2 separate regions of the Sus scrofa genome follow, and region 1 is linked to region 2. A link is a contact called in public Hi-C data. All regions are on one chromosome and are shown on one strand. The core of a region is the stretch at or near the end of the contact, and the rest is flanking DNA. Distances in the headings are between cores, read along the strand shown.

What was found. Hi-C and Micro-C count contacts between places; a contact is called where the count stands out from the background.
Region 1: a Hi-C map of liver shows a contact between it and region 2, with 2.3 times the contacts expected there. The contact joins two enhancer-like sites. A contact is called at or near these places in 11 of 47 Hi-C or Micro-C datasets (alveolar macrophages, blood, embryonic fibroblasts and 6 more) and 2 of 2 datasets of contacts at active chromatin or transcription factors (alveolar macrophages and skeletal muscle).

What each region holds. Positions count from the first base shown.
Region 1 is chr2:134,766,174-134,769,187 of Sscrofa11.1, forward strand. The region is part of intron 11 of SLC22A5 (solute carrier family 22 member 5); the gene reads left to right. Among named protein-coding and RNA genes, the nearest start is that of IRF1, 16 kb to the right of the region's middle. Within about 2 kb of position 1,473, at least 8 of the 83 cell types and tissues checked have an H3K27ac peak or open chromatin away from gene starts, as enhancers often do.
Region 2 is chr2:134,714,431-134,717,130 of Sscrofa11.1, forward strand. All of the region lies in intron 10 of SLC22A5 (solute carrier family 22 member 5), which reads left to right. Among named protein-coding and RNA genes, the nearest start is that of SLC22A5, 55 kb to the left of the region's middle. Within about 2 kb of position 1,346, at least 19 of the 83 cell types and tissues checked have an H3K27ac peak or open chromatin away from gene starts, as enhancers often do.

The sequences.
Region 1 (3,014 bases), core at 223-2,722, 52 kb after region 2:
TTGCTCAGTGGATTGATGATCCGGCGTTGCCGTGAGCTGTGGTGTAGGTTGCAGACTCGGCTCGGATCCCGCATTGCTGTGGCTCTGGCGTAGGCCGGTGGCTAGAGCTCTGATTCAACCCCTAGCCTGGGAACCTCCATATGCCACGGGAGCGGCCCAAAGAAATAGCAAAAAAAAAAAAAAAGAATAGATCCTTCCTGCCCCCCATCGCTGGAATGTTGTTGTGTGAGAAAGACACCACTGTGGGAGTTGTTGTGTGAGAAAGACACCACTGTGGGAGTGAAAAAACACGGAACTTGGAATGAACTGTCGAGAGATCAAATCCTAGCTCTGCTACAGACCCACTGTATGACCACAGGTGAATTGACTTGTCCTCTCTGAGCCTCAGTTACCTTATAGCAAAACGGAGATTAACAATACAACCCTCTTGCCCAGAGGCAAGAGAGAATCACTACACTGGACAACTATGGGGCCGGGGTTGCTGTTCAAATATAAGTCTCTGCAGCAGCTGCTGGTGGCCTAGGATTAAATGAGACCACTTTTGCCATGTGACCTGAAGTTAATAGTCAATAAATGGTAGCTATTGTTATGTACAAGTTAGAGGGAAGCAGGGTTCACTGCCAGCCAGCTGGCTGCACAGGCTTTGTTCTTCAAGGAAGGGCAGGGCACTGAGAAGTAGACTGATGCAAGCAAATGCCAGGAGGCAGCAACTCCCAGGGCAGGTCTTGGAGAAGTGAAGCTGGTGAGGGAAGTGGCAAGGAATTATCTAGGAAAAGAGAAGCCACTGGAAGCTGGGTATGGAGCAGGGATGAATGAGACTGAGGAGAATACTTTAATTATCGAGGTGTGAGAATCCGAAAGAATATTGTGCCAGGCCAACAGAGGCCAGGGAGGGAAAGTAGTGAGTCTCCGAGGTCTCACAGCAAGGGCCAAGTTCAGGACTCCTGCCTGTGCAGAATCCAGCTCAAATGATTCCTCCAGCCCAGTTTGTGGTTCCACAAAAGGAAGTCCCTGGCACTTTTCATATATACCTATACATGTATAATTTTTCTAACTGTAAAAGTAGTTAGAGCATTATTGTTATAGAAATAAAAAGAAGAAAATAGTATCACCTATGGGCCTACCAACCAAAGATATCACCATTAGTATTCTGATGCATTTCTTCCAGTAGGTGTCCCACATATAAAATTATATATTCATTAGATTGTAATTGTATTGTGTACAGTTTCATGTCCCACCTTTTCTCTGTAAATTGAGAGTATTTTATGAGGGGGGGGACTTTTTTATGCAAAAGAATCTAGAGAAACTTTTTCTTAGGAAAAAAAATTGCGAAGCCCCAACCTGCAGTGGTTAGGAGGACATCCTGCGGGTTACAGGGTGGCTGTGTCTCACGTCCGGTATGAGCGCCGAGGCAGTGGCTCAGAGAAAGACAAGCCCTTCTCTACTGTCCTGGCGGGGCTGCAGCCTCCTGCCTGTCAACAAGGCAGAGTTGATGAATCTGCACTCACCCTTCCTTTCCTGACACAGGATGTGTGATCATCCACTCCAAACAGAAGCCTGTGGGGTTGTGATCATTATTTTACTGGTTAATAACAACAGCATCTCAGTCTGTGCAGCACAGCCTTTTCTCATGTGTTGTCTTACCCAAGATACACACCCCGCGAGGCAAGTAAGACAGAAGCTGTTATTACCCATTGTACAGATGAAGAAACAGTTGATAAGAGGTTTAGTGTCTTATTTGAGGCCATGCAACCAGTAAGTGACAGAGCAGGGATTTTATGAAGATCTTGCTGACATCCACTCTAATTATTTTTTTTTCCTCTAAACTTTTCTTTCTAGTTTTAGCTTTTCCTAAGCTAAACAGAATCCCTTTAGTGAGGTCAAAGATGAGAGCTGAGTATTATGGGCATGTGGAAAGGCCACGGTACGCCACCCTGGAGTCTTAGGGCAAGTCCTGCTGGCTCTGGCTGGGTGTGCTGGGTGGCCTGACCTCAGGGCAGCTCTTCCAGGGTAGCTCAGAGCTAGCATTATTGGAATTTTGGGTAGTGAGTTCAAGGAGGCAGCTGCTTCCAGCAGAGGCCCTCTTCTTCAGGCATCCTTCTTGACCCACCCAAGCTGTGAAGGTTCATTCCCCGCCCAGGGCTCCAGGGTCACTGTGCATCCCAGAACAGAACAGGGTCTTTACAGAGGGACTGTGGTTCTCTGTGAGACTGACTGTAACTAGTGGATTTTTATATCCCTCAGGTGGTTTCCCAGTATTGCTGCTGTAACAAATTACCATAAACTAAGTGGATTAAAACAACACAAATTTATTATCTTCTAGTTTTGTAGGTCAGAAGTCCCAAGTGGGTCTTAGTGAATTAGCAGGCCTGCATTCCTTTCTGGTGGCTGTAGTAGAGAATCTGTTTCCTTGCCCTTTCCAGGTTTTAGAGGCCACCTGCATTCCTTGTTTTTGGCTTCTTCTTCCATCTTCAAAACTAGCAACGGCTTCCACGTAACGCCATCTCTCTGGTTCTGACTCTTCTACCTCCTTCTTTGTGTAAGGGCCCTTGTGATTACATTAGACCTATCCAGAAAATCCAGAATAATCTTTCTGAGCTGATGAGCAACCTTAATTCTCTATTGCCGTGTAACATAACATAGTCACAGATTCCATGCTTTAGAATGTGGACATTTTTATTCTACCATGGACCACTATTCCACCTACTCTTCTGGGTTTTCCAAGGGCCACATTCTCAGGCATAGACAGCAGGACAAGCCAAAAAACAGAGTATGGCCACCATTGTTAGAGTTGTCCTTTGTGCCTGGGTCCCCTCCCAACTGCCCAGAGACCCTAGGGCTTCCAAGGACTGGGGCCAGAGCCTAGCCTCTGAGAACTAAAGAGCCTAGACCCTGAGAGCTAAAGGTAGCTCCAGTGCTGTGGGGACAGGCAGCCAAGTATTGGAGCCCTTCTACCTCTGTATCCCTGTCTGCCCCTGGCAGCCAGTTTTCCTGGCTCCTCTCCTCAATATGAC
Region 2 (2,700 bases), core at 96-2,595:
GAGATATATTTTTTATACCATGAGATTCATTCACACATTTAAAGTGTACACCTCCCTAATCTCCCCATTTCCATCATCCCCTTGCAACTACTAATCTACTTTCTGTCCCTATAGACTTGCCTATCCTTGGATCATATAAGTAGAACCATACAATATGTAGTCTTCTGTGCCTGTCTTTTTTCACTTAACGTGATATTTTTGAGATTCATCCATGTTGCAACATTTGTCAGTACTCCATTCCTTTTCATTGCCAAATAATATTCCATTGCTTATTCATTCATCATTTGATGGACATTTGGGTTATTTCCATGTTTTGGCCATAATGAATAATGATTCAATGAACATTTTTCCTCTCTCTCTCTTTTTATTTTTTTATTTTGTCTTTTTAGAGCCACACCTGTGCCATATGGAAGTTCCCAGACTAGGGTTGAATTGGATCTGTAGGCGCTGGCCTAAGCCACAGCCATAGCAACACCCAGATCTGAGCTGCGTCTGTGACCTACATCACAGCCCATGGCTATGCTGGATCCTTAACCCACTGAGCGAGGCCAGGGATTGAATCCTCGTCCTGATGGATAGTAGTAGGGTTTGTTACTACTGAGCCACAACAGGAACTCTCCGCAATGAACGTTTTTGTGTGCGGGTTTTGTGTGGCCCATGTTTTGTGACTCTGTAAGCTTTAATGACCAAGTACTGTTTTTAAAAATCTGAGAAAGGCAGAGAACTAAGTTCATGTTGTTTGAATTTTAAAGGGATAGTTTCTTTAGATAGATGTAGAATTGCATTCAAAAAGATTATCTAATATGAGGTAAATTCAAAAAGTTATTAGATCTAATTTTTCTCCATATCTCTTGAGTTTTGTAAGTTCTCTCTTTTAATATTCTTGCTTAAAAAAAAAAAGTAAGAAAGAGGGAGTTCCCATTATGGCTCAGCAGATTAAAGACCCAATATTGTGTCTTTGAGAGTGCAGGTTCGATCCCTGGCCTTGCTCAGTGGGTCAAGGATTCTGGCGTTGTGCCAGGGGCATGGCATAGGTTGCAGATGTGGCTCAGATCTGGTTTTGCTATGGCTGTGGTGTAGGCCTCAGCTGCAGCTCCAATTCAGCCCCTAGCCCAGGAACTTCCCTGTGCCACAGGTGCAACCATTAAAAAAAAAAAAAAAAAAAAAAAAAAAGAACAATGGGTTGGCCCTTAGGTCTCACTTGAAATAATGTGGAATTGCTTTGGGTCAAGTCCTTTTGTCCATGTGTATGCCACGTGAGGTTGGGGGTGGTGGAAGTGGAGGCATGGACTAGAGAGAGGAACAAGGCAGGAGGGAGGTCTGGGGTGAGGTTGGTCCAACTTCCCCAGACCCCACGCTCGTGGCCACTGGGCCCTGGCAAGTCATACTTAGTGCGGCTCTTGAGTGCTGTCTGGTTGATTTGCTTCACAGCTGGGTGCCTCTGTGTCCAGTTTCGCTCTGCTTCTGACTCACACAACGCTGGTGCTGGGTTTTTAGTAAAAGCAGGTGTTAGGAAGAATATGTTGAAGGGAGAATCAACCCCTAAGGGACTTTGACAGACAAGGTTCTAAAAACATTTCCGGGCTGTTTGTTGTGTTTTGTTTTGTTTTTTTTTTTTTCCTCTTAACACCAGTTAACAGTTTTCAGTTTAACTGTGTTTTCCTTCCTGAAATCTTTAAGTGAGACTAGTCCTTGTGATTTATTCTATGCATTGTTTTTAGGGAGTTCCTCTACTTGACAAGTCTGGGTCAGAGATAGAGTTTTATTTTTTTTTCTCCCTCAGATGAAGTACACAAAAAATAGGAGTGATTTGCGTTTGTCTCCAATTTAATTTATTTCTTTTTTTTTTAATAGGTTTTTTTGTTTTGTTTTGTTTTGTTTTTTGCCATTTCTTGGGCCACTCCTGTGGCATATGGAGGTTCCCAGGCTAGGGGTCGAATCAGAGCTGTAGCTGCCCTCCTACGCCAGAGCCACAGCAACGCGGGATCCAAGCTGAGTCTGCGACCTACACCACAGCTCACGGCAACGCCGGATCGTTAACCCACTGAGCAAGGGCAGGGATCGAACCCGCAACCTCATGGTTCCTAGTCAGATTCGTTAACCACTGCGCCACGATGGGAACTCCCAATTTAATTTATTTCTATATCTATTTTCCTTTCTTGGGTAACAGAGGTAATATTTGGGATCATTTTAACTGAATCCTAACTGCAGGTGAGTCAGTCAAGAATTTTTATGTATTATTTAATACTTGGTTGAGGGAAACATTATAAAAGAGATGGTTGCCCTCACAGATCCCACCTTCTGGTTGGAGAGTCAAAACTTTGTTGCTATCTGTTAACATTCAGTACTTACACCAGTGAGGGCCCAGAAAAGCCCAGGTCAGGGAAGACTTCATGAGGCCTACCCGTGGGGTTTGGTAGACTCAGGTAGGAGAGAAGGCATTGGGTGGTGGCTCCAGGCGCAAGGATTTGAGAGGGGCAGTAGCTTCAGGAGGAGTTGGAGGGACCATGCCCGATATGCTGGGTTGGCTGGATTTTGGTAGTAGTGCAATTTGACTGTTGGGCCAAAGAGTTTGACTTTAATATCATAAAGAATAGGAAGTAAAGACTTTTGAACAGGAGGACAAGCTTACTGTATAAAGTAGGGACTTTTATTTCCATTTTACACCTGAGAAAAGCAGTGCTTTTCAAATACTGTCTT